Regions from separate parts of the Pan troglodytes genome. Here region 2 is linked to region 1. The links are chromatin contacts, called in public capture Hi-C maps. All regions are on one chromosome and are shown on one strand. The core of a region is the stretch at or near the end of the contact, and the rest is flanking DNA. Distances in the headings are between cores, read along the strand shown. Region 1 overlaps GTF2IRD1 (GTF2I repeat domain containing 1). Region 2 has its middle 22 kb from the start of GTF2IRD1.

Region 1 (7,837 bases), core at 2,684-5,183:
GCACTCCAGCTTGGGCAACAGAGCACAACCCGGTCACAAAAAAAGAAAGAAAAAAGAAAACCCAGGACAGCTAACGGGGGCTGTTCAGGATATGCTGGGAAGAAGCGGTGGTGACTAAGGCGGGAGAAACCCTCTACCCAGGTAGCTGCTGTAATATTCCATCCGAAGAACATTCTAGTAGGTCATAAAAACCTAAAGGGGGTCGGGCATGGTGGCTCATGCCTGTAATCCCAGCGCTTTGGGAGGCCAATGCAGGAGGATTGCTTGAAGCCAGGAGTTGGAGATCAGCCTGGGCAGCATAGTGAGAACCCATCTCTACAAAAAAAATTTTTTTTAATTAGCTGGGCATGGTGGTGGGTGGTGGCGCTTGCCTGTAGTCCCAGCTACCCAGGAGGCTGAGGCAGGAGGGTCACTTGAGCCCAGGAGTTTGAGGCTGCAGCGAGCTATGATCACAAAGCTCACATCACCTCACTTCAACCTGAGTGACAGAGTAAGACCCTCTCTCTAAAAGACACACAAACACACACACACACACATACACACCCTAAAGAGAAATGCAAATATATTCCCATGGTAGAAATTTGGAAAATACAGAAATCTAACAACCCAGATGGCTGTTCATTTTTATGATGATACATTTCTTCCAGATTTCCCCCCAAGCTTATTAATTTTACATCTCACTGTTCTTCTTTCTATAAATTTACACATTTAACCTTAAAACATAAACATGTTCCCATGTCTTTAAAAAGCTCTGTTCCCTCTTCAGGCTGTATCATGGTTATGTAACTACCCTGTCCCCCAATTATGGACATTTGAGCAGCCCCTCACACCACAGACACCTAACACTCACGTCACACTTTTTTTTGAGACGGAGTCTCGCTCTGTCCCCCAGGCTGGACTGCAGTCGCGTGATCTCAACTCACCGTAACCTCCGCCTCCCGAGTTCAAGCAATTTTCCTGCCTCAGCCTCCCAAGTAGCTGGGATTACAGGTGCCCGCCACCATGCCAGGCTAATTTTCCTATTTTAGTAGAGACGGGGTTTTGCCATGTTGGCCAGGCTGGTCTCGAACTCCTGACCTCAGGCGATCCACCCGCCTCGGCTTCCCAAAGTGCTGGGATTACAGGTGTGAGCCACCACGCCTGACCACGTCACACTTACGATTTGCCGGTTACAAAGCCCACTCACGTTACCACATCATCTCCCCAAGTAGCTGGCCTTATTGGAGGGGACTGAGGCTCAGAGAGATTAAGCAGCTTTCTCAAGGTCACACAGCAGTGTGGCAGAGATTTGAACCTAAATCTTTACCATTTTATTATATTTCGGAACCCAGGGCAGGCTCTACCACTAGCCTAGGGCTTGTTGTGTGTCCCTGAAGTGGGTTGCAGCCACGCCCTCTTTCCCACCACCCCTCTGGTCTCATCCACACACGGTGGCTCTTTGCTGTCCCCTCCTGGCTACCAGCAGCTATTACACTGGTCCTGCCTGTGTAAACCTTTAGGCTTGTAGTTAATCCTTTGGGTTCATTTATTTGTACAACAAAAATGTATGGAGGGCCAGGCGCAGTGGCTCACGCCTGTAATCCTAGCACTTTGGGAGGCTGAGGCAGGCGGATCACAAGGTCAGGAGATCAAGACCATCCTGGCCAGCATGGTGAAACCCCGTCTCTACTAAAAATACAAAAATTCGCTGGGCATGGTGGCACGTGCCTGTAATCCCAGCTACTTGGGAGCCTGAGGCAGGAGAATCGCTTGAACCAGGGAGGCAGAGGTTGCAGTGAACTGAGATTGCAACACAGCACTCCAACCCGGCGACACAGCGAGACCCTGTCTCAAAAATAAAAAAGAAAAAAAAAAGGAGAGAGAGGTGGAAAGCCCGCAGGTGAAGCCCAGGGAGAAACTTACTAAAGGGGGTGATTGGTTGCACCAGCCTCTGCTGGGAGGTCAGTCCTAATGCCTGAGAGTAGACGGAGGTGCTAAGCAACAGGTTGCAGTGGGATGGTTCAGAGCAATTTTGGGGGAAGTGGTGGGGACCAGAGTGGAATAGTGGGCTCAGGAGACAATGAGAAAGGCAAGTGATTGAATCTGCCAAGGACCAAGCACCAAAGTGCCAGCTCACTGCCACCCTCAGTAAAGACTAACTTGCCCTTTCCCCCAACTCCCCTCCCAGAAGTAGCTTGCTCTCGTCTGCCTGCCACACATCGGGGGGGTCAGGTCTAAAAGGATCACCTTTTAGAGGGCAGGAGAGAATGAACAAGAGTTGAGAGTGGAATGGCTGCAGAGAGGGCTTTATTTTTTTGGTGGAGGGAGGGGACAGAGTCTCGCTCTATTGCCCAGGCTGGAGTGCAGTGGAGTGATCTCGGCTCACTGCAACCTCTGCCTCCCGGGTTCAAGTGATTCTCCTGCCTCAGCCTCCCGAGTAGCTGGGATTACAGGCACGTGCTATCACGCCCGACTATTTTTTGTATTTTTTAGTAGAGATGGGGTTTCACCATGTTGGCCAAGCCAGTGTCAAACTCCTGACCTCAAATGATCCACCCGCCTCAGCCTCCCAAAGTGCTGGGATTACATATATGACCCACCACACCCAGCCAAGAGAGGGTTTTAGAGGTAGGAACAGCAGCTGCATGATCTTCAGCAGATTCAGTAGAGAGGGAAGTGAGCTGGGGGAGAGGAAGGAGGATGGGGGGAATGGCAAGAAAAGGAGCACCCTGCTTAGAAAGGGAACGGAGCCGGGTATGGTGGCTCACGCCTGTAATCCAGCACTTTGGGAGGCCGAGGCAGGAGGATCACTTGAGCCCAGGAGTTTGAGACCAGCCACATAGCAAGACTGCATCTCTATTTAAAAAAAAAAAAAAAGGAGAAAGGGCCGGGCGTGGTGGCTCACGCCTATAATCCCAGCACTTTGGGAGGCCCAGGCGGGCAGATCACAAGGTCAGGAGATCAAGACCATCCTGGCTAACACAGTGAAACCCTGTCTCTACTAAAAATACAAAAAATTAGCTGGGCGTGATGGCTGGCACCTGTAGTCCCAGCTACTTGGGAGGCTGAGTCAGGAGAATGGCATGAACCCGGGAGGCGGAGCTTGCAGTGAGCCGAGATTGTGCCACTGCACTCCAGCCTGGGCGACGGAGCGAGACTCCGTCTCAAAAAAAAAAGAAGAAGAAGAAAAAGAAAGAAACAGGATGGGTGGAAGAGGGTTGCTGAAGGCTCATGCAAGCTCCTCTCTGCCTGCTCCTTCTCTCAGGGAGGGACAGGGGAGGGTGATGAGTCAGTGGACTAAATGTCCCCATGGGGATGAAGGACAGTTGGGGTCAGGTTTCTAGAGGGAGGGCTGGAAGGAGGGAAGGAGATGGCCAGAGAAGGATGTAGGACACAGAGGTGCCGCCATGGATCACCAAGAGGTTCAGGACTGGCCAGAGGGAGGAGAAGAGGTCAAGGTACGTGTGGGGCACTTGGATGACGCATCTGTGCCTGCACACAGCTGAAATCCCCAGGAAATAAGACGGGAGCAGGGTGGGTTTCTGCAGCTGAGGTGAGACCAAAATGCCAGCTCACTGCCACCCTCAGTAAAGACTAACTTGCCCTTTCCCCCAACTCCCCTCCCAGAAGTAGCTCACTCTCCTCTGCCTGCCACACATCGGGGGGTCAGGGAAAGCTCCCCCTCCCTGGGGAGCTGGTGTTCCCTAGGCCAGGGGCCAGTCCCTGCAGAGATTAGGAGCTGGGAAATCCCCTCCTCCCATCCCGCACGTCCACGCGTGCCAGACCCTGTGCTGTGGGCTTTTCACACACAGCCTCTTAGACGCTTAGCCTGTGAGGTGGGTGCTGTTGTCCTTCCTTCCCATTTTGTAACTGAGCAAACAGCCTGAAACAGACAAAAATCAGGTAGTTAGCATGAGGCCAAAGCCACTCCCTGGTCTATGCTGTTCTGCGGCCTGAGCCTGGGGTGGCCAGGTGGGGTTGTGCAGTGAGTGGGGGATGGAGAATAGCCCCCAAAAATGCTGCCGGAATGGTAAAGGGCCTAGCCTGCAAAGCTAGTAACTTGAGCTTTATTTTGTGGCACTGGCAGTTTTTCCAGTCATTGTAATGATACGATCAGATTTGCGCTGTCTTCAGGTTACCATGGTAACCATATTTCCACCCACCAAGGGTGGATTAGAGAAGGCAAAACTAGGGCAGAGAAGCCAGGGAGTGTTGAGAAGGTCTGAACCCAGGCAGTGGGCAGCTGGGCCCCACGATGGATGGGGTTAGGATCTAGAGGCAGCAGCAGGGTGTGAAGAGGGCGGAAGGTTCCAGAAGGGTGATGGTGGTGCTCGTCTCTAAGGCTGGGTCTGTGGGCTTGTGAGACACATCCAGGGGCCCATAGTGAAACCTGAGTGGTATTTAGTGCAGGCAGGGTGGCAGGCAGGCTGGGGGCCTCTCAGAAGCGTGGAGCTGGCAGAGAGACACCTGCCCGGGGCGTCGGAGGAAAGGGCGAATGTGCAGGAACAGAGTAGACGAGGTGGGGGAACCTTTGGGTAAGAAGAGCTGAGTCAGGAGCATTGAGGCAGCGGTTTTCAAACCTCAGAAGCAACAGCAGGGCCGGGCGCGGTGGCTCAGCCTGTAATCCCAGGACTTTGGGAGGCTGAGGCGGGTAGATCACCTGAGGTCGGGAGTTCAAAACCAACCTGGCCAACATGGTGAGACCCTGTCTCCACCAAAAAATACAAAAATTAGCCAGGCATGGTGGCGGACGCCTGTAATCCCAGCTACTCGGGAGCTTGAGGCAGGAGAATCGCTTGAACCTGAGACGCAGAGATTGCAATGAGCTGAGATCACACCACTGCACTCCAGCCTGGGTGACAGAGCAAGACTCTGTCTCAAAAAAAAAAAAAAAAAAAAAAAGCCAGACACAGTGGCTCATTGCCTGTAATCCCAGCACTTTGGGAGGCCAAGGCAGGAGGATTGCTTGAAGCCAGGAGACCAGCCTGGGCAACATAGTGAGACCCTGTCTCTACAAAAAATGAAAACATTGAGCCAGTGTGGTGGCACACATCTGTAGTCTCAGGTACTCGGGAGGCTGAGGAGGGAGGATCGCTTGAGCCCAGGAAGTCAACGCTGCAGTGAGCTGTGATCACACCACTGCACTCTAGCCTGCGAGACAGAATGAGACCTTGTCTTTCAAAAAAAAATTCTAGAATTGTTCTTGAATAGCAGTGGTTAACATTTTTTAAAAGCTTTGGAAGGTAGTGAACTCCCCGTCACTGGAGGCATTTAAGCAGAGGTTGAGCTGCCACTCACTAGAGAGGCCGCTTCCTATAGGGCTTGCTGCAGGAGAGGAGAAAGGGACAGGAGAGCCCTGCCGGTTTTGGAGGGGCTGTGGGGAGGACTAAAACCAAGGAGGAGCCCCTCTACCCACCAAATCCACTTCTCTTTGCTGCCCCGCCACCAGCTCCCCACAGCTCCTCCCTGCGTATGGGCCCAGCCACCCTTCTCCAGTTCCCTTTTGGGCAAACACGAGGGCTCTCCCCGGACCCAGGCCAGCTTCCGCTCATTTTAGTTCTCCTCTCACCCTGGGGGTACAGCCGTCCCTACCAGCTTGAGGGGACTGTGGGAAGGCAGCGCCCCACCTCTCCTTCCCCAGAGCAGGGGCTCCAGACCCCAGGGATGTGGCAGAGCTGCCAACTTCCTGTGTGACTCCAGCAAGTCAGGCTTGCCTACCTGGGCCTCAGTTTCCCTACTTGTAAAATGGGAAGAATTGCCCACGCCACGTCTGCCTCCCCTGGGGCCACCCTGGAGTGCATGACCAGGTGAGAAGGAGGGATGGGCTGTCATGAGTGGGAGGTGGTGAGGCAGAGAGACTGGCCAGGATGGAGCGGGGACAGCCTCGGAGGCCTGGCTTTGCAGCATGGACAGGGCCCTTCAGGCCTGGCCCTGGTAAGCTCTTCTGCTGACGTCCCCATAGCGGAGGAACCCGTACAGCCCCACTGGTCGGGGCCAAGCTCTTGGCGGGCTCCAGTTTTATCTAGGACATCCCCACATCGTCTCCTCTGTAAACGTTCCACTTTCATCTCAGTTTAAGGAACTATGTCAAATTACATGCTGCTAGCTGGGCACAGTGGCTCACGCCTGTAATCCCAGCACTTTGGGAGGCCAAGGCAGGAGGGTCACTTGCATCCAGGAGTTCGAAACCAGCCTGGGAAACATAAAGAGATCCTGTCTCGACAAAAAATAAAAAATTAGCCGGGCATGGTGGCATGTGCCTATAGTCCCAGCTACTCAGGAGGCTGAGGTGGGAGGATCCCTTGACCCTGGGAGTTGGAGGCTGTAGTGGGCTATGATTTTGTCATTGTACTCCAGCCTGGGCAACAGAGTGAGACCTTGTCTCAAAAAAAAAAAATTACATGCCACCGAGGAAGATCATTCCACTTACATTCACCTCTCACCCCCACCAGAATTGTTTGAGGCCCATTTTGAGAAGCTCAGCTGTGGGTGAAATGCCTGCCAGAGGGCTGTGATCCCTTTTCAGGGGGTACAAGTGGAGAAAAGCCAGAAGCCTCAAATACAGTAGCACCACTTGTCATTGTCCTCTTTGATCTCCTGCTAAGCCTCTCTCTTCTGTGGGGTCTCCTGTCACCCAGTGGGTGCTATGGTGGGATGGGCTTCCTGGAGAGGATGACCTGAGCCAGGCCTGGATGCTAGTGTAGGACTGACCTCTGCAGAGGGTACTGGGGTGGACATGGGGAGGGACTGAAGAGCGGCAGGCACAGGAACAGGTCCCTTTTTGCCTTCTCAGGAAGAAGTACCATCACTTCTGAGCTGTGTGATCTTGGATAAGTTAACCTACTATCTCTGATCTTGGATAAGTTAACTTGCTATCTCTGATCTTGGATAAGTTAACTTGCTACCTGTGATCTTGGATAAGTTAACTTACCATCTCTGATCTAGATAAGTCAACTTACTATCTCTGATCTTGGATAAGTTAACTTGCTTGTCTCTGATTTTAGATAAGTTAACTTACTGTCTTTGATCTTGGATGAGTTAACTGTCTTTGGGTCTCCATTTCTTTGACGTGATACAGAACAAGGACATCCTCCATGATCCTCCCTTCTGCTGCCCAAGACCTGAGAGTCATTTCCTTGTCGCCAGTCACACACAGTCACACACCCTCTGGCCCCTGCCTCCCTCTCTCGGCCTTCCCCACCCCCTCTCCACCCTTCCAACTCTGTCTTGAGCTCTTGAGAGCTCTTTTGCTCTTGAAAGCTCAAAATAAAGCCACCCTTTCTCAAGTTTCTAAAGATATCACAATTCCAGCGCCAGCCACATGTTTCTCCACTGAATTATCTCTGCTTGTCTTTGTTAATTAGGGTTCAGTAATGATCTCCCTTCTGCCTTCCCAGGGAGAGCTGGCATCTGCGGGGCGGGGCTTGGAGGCCTTTGTGGGCAGACGAGACGCCCTACTGCCGGGCCCAGAGTTGGCCCGACGCCTCCTTTCTTCTGAAGTGGCAGAGTGGGCCATGAAATGATGGCATGTTGGGGAGACCCTGCCCTTTTCTGGCTGGTGGGGACTTAGCTGGGGTCATTGCAACACCATTCTGCCCCCCAACCTTCCACACGTCGGGGAAGGGAACTCCAAGGTTTTTAGCCTTTATTAGACGGGCTTCCAGGCTGGGTACAGTTGCTTACACTTGTCATCCCAGCACTGTGGGAAGTTGAGGCAGGCGGATTGCTTGAGCAATCCTGGAGTTCGAGACCAGCCTGGGCAACATGGCAAAATCCCATCTTGACAAAAAATGAGCCAGGCAGGAGGGCACATGCCTGTAGTCCCAGCTACTCAGGAGGTTAAGGCAAGAGGCTCACT
Region 2 (7,837 bases), core at 1,589-4,088, 140 kb before region 1:
CCCAGCCTCACCCTGACTCTGAGCCTTAGCACAGGCCATTCCTGCCGCCTAGAACAGCAGCTCCTCTTTGTCACCAGAACAGCGACATCATCTTTCAAGCCCCGGCTCAAAGGCACTTTCTGATGTCTCCAGGCCAAGCTGGTTGCCTGGCTTTGCTTTTTTTTTTTTTTTTCTGTTGTTTTTTAGATGGAGTCTCGCTCTGTCACCCAGTCTGGAGTGCAGTGGTGCAGTCTTGGCTCACTGCAACCTCCACCTCCCAGGTTCAAGCGATTCTCCTGCCTCAGCCTCCCAAGTGGCTGGAATTACAGGCATGCACCACCATACCTGGCTAATTTTTATATTTATTTATTTATTTATTTATTTATTTATTTATTTTGAGACAGAGTCTCACTCTGTCACCCAGGCTAGAGTGCAGTGGCGCTATCTCGGCTCACTGCAACTTCTGCCTCCCGGGTTCAAGCAACTCTCCTGCCTCAGCCTGCCAAGTAGCTGGGATCACAGGCATGCACCACCATGCCCAGCTAATTATTTTTTGTTTTATATACATATATATTTTGTATTTTTAGTAGAAACAGGTTTTCACCATGTTGGCCAAGCTGGTGTTGAACACCCGACCTCAAGTGATTCACCCACCTCGGCCTCCCAAAATGTGGGGATTACAGATGTGAGCCACTGCGCCTGCCCTGGGTTTGCTGTTTCTCCAGCACCTTCCTGAGGCTTCTCCTGTAGCACATGCTCTTGGGATTTAGGTGTCTGTGCGTTTGGATGTCTTAGACTACGTGTTCCCTGAGGTCAGAAACTGTGTTCAGAACATCACTGGACCTAGCCCAGCTGAGAACCAGCTCCTCCATCCTGCCCAATGTCTGGGGCATCTGATGGCAAATGACCCCAGGGCTGCCTCCCCGTGCCCTGCCCTGCACCTTCCCTTCAGAGACAACTGAACCAGGCCCTGGTGACTTACCCCCCCGCCCCTGCCCACACCTCATCCTGTCCTCAAGGGCGCTTGGGGGACGGGAGGGACGTGTGGAGGGAGGCTGGTTATTAATTAAAAACCAAGTCACGCACAGATCCTGCTTCATTCCAATAAAAACCGTCAAGGGTATTAATTACCAGATCTGGCGATAGACGCGGGTTAGGTTTACTCAGGCCCGGTAAGGATGCTGGTGGCCAGAATATCAATGAGCACCCGGGCTCCTCGGCTCTGAGACCTGGGCTGAGCATGGGCTGGCAGGCGCGGGGCACCTTGGGGAGGACGAATTGTGATGAAAATAACATCGACGCCACTAAATGCTTCTCAACCAGCACTTCCCGAGTTCCAAGCAGGGGGCCACATACCATTGCTACATGCCTGATGTCATCTCACTCCCGAAAGCCTTGTGAGATGGATTCTATTTTTATCCCCATTTTGCAGCTAAGGGCATTAGGGTACAGAGAGGTTTTGTAATTTGATGGGGTCACACAGCTGGCAAGGGGCAGTGCTGGGATACCAGCCTGGGCTCTTTTTATTTTTGTTATATTTATTTATTTATTTTTTAGGACGGGATCTTGCTCTGTCACCCAGGCTGGAGTGCAGTGGCACAATCAAAGCTCACTACAGCCTCGAACTCCTGGGCTGAAGCGATTCTCCTGCCTCCACCTCCTGAGTAGCTAGGACTACAACGACATGCCATCACGCCCGGCTAATTTTTTTTTTTTGAGATGGAGTTTCACTCTTGTTGCCCAGGCTGGAGTGCACTGGTACGATCTTGGCTCACTGCAACCTCCACCTCCTGGGTTCTAGTGATTCTCCTGACTCAGCCTTCCGAGTAGCTGGGATTACAGGCACCCACCACCATGTCCTGCTAATTTTTTGTATTTTTAGTGGAGACAGGGTGACTCCATATTGAGCAGGCTGGTCTCGAACTCCTGACCTCAGGTGATCTGCCCACCTTGGCCTCCCAAATTGCTGGGATTACAGGCATGAGCCACTATGCCTGGCCATGCCCAGCTAATTTCTTAGTAGAGATGCGGTCTCGCTATGTGGTGCAGGGTGGTCTCAAACTCCTGGCCTCAAGCAGTCTTCCTGCTTCAGCCTCCCAAAGTGCTGGGATTACAGGTGTGAGCCACCATGCCTGGCAGCCTGTGCTCTCAAAGTCCCAGAGGAGCTGGGCTGCGTCATCAAAGCAACCCTTCCTTGGACAAATGGGGAAACCGAGGCAGGAGAGAGCATCGCTTGCAAAATCACACATTGGAGGAATGTCGACCATGTCCCCTGAGGCCCAGTGTAGGACTCTCCTCCCACCAGACTAAGTGTGTATATGTGGGGGTGGGGATCCTTGCCAGAAAGGGAGGGGTGTGGCCGGGCGTGATGGCTCACGCCTGAAATCCCAGCACTTTGGGAAGCCGAGGCGGGTGAATCACCTGAGGTCAGGAGTTTGAGACCAGCCTGGCTGATGTGGTAAAACCTCATCTCTACTAAAAATACAAAAAAAAAAAAAAAAAAAAAATTAGCCAGGCGTAGTGGTGGGCGCTTGTAATCCCAGCTACTCGGGAGGCTGAAGCAGGAGAATCGTGTGGACCCGGGAGGAGGAGGTTGCAGTGAGCCGAGATTGCGCCACTGCGCTCCAGCCTGGGTGACAGACTGAGATTCTGTCTCAAAAAAAAAAAAAAGAAAGAAAATAGAAAGGGAGAGGGTGCAGGGGCCCCAGATAGGCCAGGATTTGGGGGTCAAGGCCACCTGCCACTTCCTGTCTCCCTCCTCACCTGCCTCCCTCCTCCCTTCATCCATCCATCCTCTCCAAACCCTCAGCAGCCCAGCACTCCTCTGTGTCAACCCTGGAAGGCAGTCTCAGCCCGGCACAAGTCCCCAGCGGCATTAAAATAGGCCTGACCTAAATACAAGCACAATGCCAGCGCTGAAAACACGGCTGTGTCAGCGGAAACTCCAGCTGGGTAGGAAAAAAAAATACACTTTGGGATTCACGCCATCACCCCACCCCAGAAAGGGGGCCGGGCTGCCCCAGGGCCAGGGCCAGTGCCACCTACAGGACCCTGAGCACCCATAGTTCCCTAAACGTCCCCAAGTGTGGCAAAGTGGCGGAGGGGAGAGGACTCTGCTTCTGTGGCCTGACAGACGGCAAGCTCACAAGGGGGTCAGGCAGCCCTCAGCAACCACTGCTATCACTCCAGGGAAACTGCGGCTCTGAGAGGGGAGGTGGCCACCCGAGGTGGCACAGCTTATAAGTAGCAGGAGTGGGGCAGCCGCTTGATTTCCAGGCAGGAAGAGGAGAGGGACAGCAAACAGGCTCCTAATGCAGAAGCTTGGGCCTGTGACTCAAAACAGGTAGTAGGTAAACACGTTCTATCAAGAGGCCATCCATGCCTGTAATGCCAGCACCTTGGGAGGCCAAGGTGGGGGATCACTTGAGGTCAGGAGTTCAAAACCAGCCTGGCCAACATGACGAAACCCCTTCTCTACTAAAAATACAAAAATTAGCCAGGGGTGGTGGTGCGCACCTATAATCCCAGCTACTTGGGAGCCTGAGGCACAAGAATTGCTTGAATCCAGGAGGTGGAGGTTGCAGTAAGCTGAGATCGTGCCACTGCACTACAGGGTGAGACTCTGTCTCAAAAAAACAAACTGAAAAAAAAAGAGGCCATTGACAGCCTTGAAGACCTTACTTTTAATTTTTATTTATTTATTTATTATTATTATTATTGAGATACGGTCTTGCTCTGTCACCTAGGCTGGAGAGCAGTGGCGCGATCATGGCTCACTGCAGACTTGAACTCCTGGGCTCAAGTGATCCTCGAATCTCAGCCTCCTGAGCAGCTGGTTCTACAGGCACATGCCACCACACTCAGCTAATTTTTTGTATATTTTGTACAGATGGGGTCTCTCTATGGTGCCAAGGCTGGTCTCAAACTCCTGGCCTGAAGCGACCCTCCCACCTCAGCCTCTCAAAGTGCTGGGATTACAGGCATGAGCCACTGCAATTGGCCTGAAGGCCCTAAGTTTCTATTCAAACCAGAACTTGGCCGGGCGCAGTGTCTCATGCCTGTAATCCAAGCACTTTGGGAGGCTGAGGCAGATGGATCACCTGAGGTCAGGAGTTTGAGACCAGCCTGGCCACCATGGTGAAACCCCCATCTCTACTAAACATACAAAAAAATTAGTCATGCGTAGCGGCGCACACCTGTAATCCCAGCTACTCGGGAGGCTGAGGCACGAAAATTGCTTGAACCTGGGAGGCAGAGGTTACAGTGAGCTGAGAGTATGCCACTGCACTCCAGCCTGGGCGACAAAGTGAGACTCCGTCTCTAAAAAAATAAAAATAAAACTGAGCAGGGCACGGTGGCTCAAGCCTATAATCCCAGCCCTTTGGGAGGCTGAGGCAGGTGGATCACCTGAGGTCAGGAGTTCAAGACCCGACTGGCCAACATGGTGAAACCCCGTCTCTACTAAAAATACAAAAATTAGCTGGGCATGGAGGCACACGCTTGTAGTCCCAGCTACTCAGGAGGCCGAGGCAGGAGAATCACTTGAACCTGGGAGGCAGAGGGAGCCTGTGTGACAGAGCCAGACTCTGTCTCAAAAAAAAAAAAAAAAAAGAAAGAAATACATTATTTGCACACGAGGCACAATATGAATTGTGTAGATTCGGCGATTCTGCTCACGAGTAAAATGCTCTTATAGCTACATTTAAAGCCAGCATTGAACGATATAAAGATAAATGGTAAAGAATGAAATAGTAAAAGACTAATCATTTAGCATTTTAATGTTTCTGTATTAAGAATGACATTAAATGGCAAATAGCAATTTTTTTCAAAATCATGATGTCAAGAGAGAGTCAGCCCAAGGATGAAAGGAAGAAGTTTTGTATTTTAGCACCTTCGAGGACACATTTTTCCTGCTTTTTGAACAATGTGCCCCACACTTTCCTCTTGCAGTGATGTAGCCAACCCTGGCCCTGGAGCTGCACCATTCGGGGTAGGGAAAGAGAAGCATGTCTTCAGTGGTTTTCTTTTTCTTCTTGTTGTTTTTGTTTTTGTTTTGTTTTGTTTTTGAGACAGAGTCTTGCTCTGTCACCCAGGCTGGAGTGCAATGGCGCAATCTCGGCTCACTGCAACCTCTGCCTCCCGGGTTCAAGCGCTTCTCCTGCCTCAGCCTCCTGAGTAGATGGGATTACAGGGCACCTGCCACCATGCCTGGCTAATTTTTTTTTTTTTTTTTTTTTTTTTTAGAGACGGAGTCTCGCTCTGTTGCCCAGGCTGGTACAGTGGCGCGATCTCGGCTCACTGCAAGCTCTGCCTCCCAGGTTCAAGCCATTCTCCTGCTTCAGCCTCTCAAGTAGCTGGGACTACAGGCACCTGCCACCCCGCCCAGCTAATTTTTTTGTATTTTTAGTAGAGACGGGGTTTCACCATGTTAGTTGGGATGGTCTCCATCTCCTGACCTCGTGATCCACCCACCTCGGACTCCCAAAGTGCTGGGATTACAGGCATGAGCCACCATGCCCGGCCGCTAATTTTTGTATTTTTAGTAGAGACGGGGTTTCGCCATGTTGGCCAGGCTGGTCTCAAACTCCTGATCTCAAGTGATCCACAAGCCTCGACCTCTGCCTCAGCCTCCCAAAGTGCTGGGACAATAGGCATGAGCCACCACGCCCGGCCGGGTGGTTTTCTTTTTCTTCTTTATTCAGTTCTTGGCAAACTAGAATAAAGAGGGGCCTCTTGCCCCCAGACCTACCCTGTCCTGGGACTCGTAGTAAAGAGGTGGCAAATTTTCTGCTACATTTCCGGCAGGCTGGGATCCCGGGCACCAGGGAGCCCAGACGTGTGAGCGGCAGAGCTGAGGCTGGCTGAGGAGGAAGGGCTCTGTCCTCTTTACAGAGGAATCTCGTTCTCCTGGCCTTGTGGCTGGCCCACCTGACGCTCCCCAGATGGCACAACCATCCCCATCCTGAGTATAGGAAACGAAAGTTTGAGGACCGGGTGCAGGGCTCACGTCTGTAAGTAATCCCAGCACTTTGGGAGGCCATTGCGGGAGGATCGCTTGAGCCCAGAATTTCGAGACCAGCCTGGGCAACCTAGTGACTCTCCATCTCTACAAAAAATAAATAAATAAAATTGGCTGGGCACATGCTTGTAGTCCCAGCCACTCAGGAGGCTGAGGTGGGAGGATCATTTGAGCCTAAGAGGTGGAGGCTACAGCGAGCTGTGATCGAGCCACTTTACTCCAGCCTGGGTAACAGAGTAAGACCCTATCTCTAAATAAACAAATGAATAAAGAAACTGAGGTTTGGGCAGAGAAGGTGATAGGCAGAAAATGCCGTGACTGCATCATATATGCAGATGTACACAGGGCAGGTGGGGTCCACAGAAATGGGTCACACACAGGGGTGACTCCATCTAACCCAGCACCTTTCCCAGTGGTGGCCCAGTTGGGGAGCCCAGCCGGGTAACACCAAGCATGTGAGGGCCAAGGCAGCTGGGAACCTGAGCCTGTAGAACCCCGGGGCTTCCAAGAGGCCAGCCCAGGAAGGTGAGTGGGGCTGGTAAGTATTCCCAGGGGTTGGGCCTAATTTTTTGTTGTTGTTTTTGTTTTGAGACAGAGTCCTATGCTTGTCACCCAGGCGGGAGTGCTGTGACTCAATCTTGGCTCACCGCAACCTCCGCCTCCCGGGTTCAAGCAATTCTCCTGCCTCAGCCTCCCGAGTAGCTGGAATTATAAGTGCCCACCACCACACCCAGCTAATTTTTGGATTTTTAGTAGAGATGGGGTTTCACCATGTTGCCCAGGCTGGTCTCGAACTCCTGACCTCAGGTGATCCCCCTGCCTCGGCCTCCCAAAGTGCTAGGATTACAGGTGTGAGCCACCGCACGCGGCCTAATTTTTAATGTTTAAATAGAGACGGGGAGAACACTGACTCTTTCTAAGTTATTCCGAGGAGGAAGCTGAGCCAGCCGGCAGTGGAGACAGCTCCTGGACAGCAACATCTCTCTGGGCCTTCTGGGTTGTTTCTCCCAAGTAGACAGCAGGAGCTGATGCCCTGGTGTCCCTCCTGAGCCCCCAGCCCCTTCGCCTGCCTCTCACAGCTCCTGCCTTTAGCCACTTGTTCCAGCAAAGCCCTGGCAGCCTCAGACTCTGGGTCAGGTCATATGCTGGGTGCAGGGACTCAGAGAGCCCTCAGACAGGGCCCCTGCTGGAGAACCTCATGGTCCAGTGGGAAGGCAGATGGTTTCAAAGCACTGTCGGCTTGGGAGGCCCAGACAGGCACCTGACCAGCCTGAGATCAGGGGCTCCTTCCTGGAGGCAGTAACCTGGGAGGTGAGCCCGCAGAGGCGAACAGAGCATTGCCGGGCAGACAAGAAGGCAGGGAGGACACCTACCAAGGTGGCCACTGTCTAAGACCCTCAGGGTTCTCTGAGTGCTGGCTGGTGCTGACATGTATATCTGCCCAATAGCATCTCCAGGACCAGCCCCCAGTGACCCGTGGAAGATCATGCCTCTCTAGCGCTCTGAGTTCAGGCTGTTTGTGCCGCTGTGACAAAATACCTGAGGCTGGGCACAGTGGCTCACACCTGTAATCTCAGCACTTTGGGAGGCCAAGATGGCGGATCCCTTGGACCCGGGAGTTTGAGACCAGCCTGGGCAACATGGTGAAACCTGTCTCCACCAAAATACAAAAATTAGCCCGGCATGGTGGTGCATGCCTGTAGTCCCAGCTACTTGGGAGGCTGAGGTGGGAGGATCCCTTGAACCCGGGAGTGGGAGGTTGCAGTGAGCTGAGATCATGCCACTGCACACCAGCCTGGGTGACAGAGTGAGACACCCATCTCAAAAAAAAAAAAAGAA

The links. Capture Hi-C pulls out chosen DNA fragments and counts their contacts.
Region 2: a contact with region 1 is called in a capture Hi-C map of stem cell-derived neural stem cells, with 4 times the contacts expected there. The contact joins two enhancer-like sites. A contact is called at or near these places in 3 of 7 Hi-C or Micro-C datasets (blood, induced pluripotent stem cells and stem cell-derived neural progenitor cells) and 1 of 1 other capture datasets (stem cell-derived neural stem cells).

What each region holds. Positions count from the first base shown.
Region 1 is chr6:81,858,672-81,866,508 of NHGRI_mPanTro3-v2.0_pri, reverse strand. All of the region lies in intron 22 of GTF2IRD1 (GTF2I repeat domain containing 1), which reads left to right. Among named protein-coding and RNA genes, the nearest start is that of GTF2I, 80 kb to the right of the region's middle. Within about 2 kb of position 3,933, at least 7 of the 24 cell types and tissues checked have an H3K27ac peak or open chromatin away from gene starts, as enhancers often do. A contact at or near this core is called in stem cell-derived neural stem cells, where this site is marked.
Region 2 is chr6:81,995,477-82,003,313 of NHGRI_mPanTro3-v2.0_pri, reverse strand. No RefSeq gene overlaps it. Among named protein-coding and RNA genes, the nearest start is that of GTF2IRD1, 22 kb to the right of the region's middle. Within about 2 kb of position 2,838, at least 4 of the 24 cell types and tissues checked have an H3K27ac peak or open chromatin away from gene starts, as enhancers often do. A contact at or near this core is called in stem cell-derived neural stem cells, where this site is marked.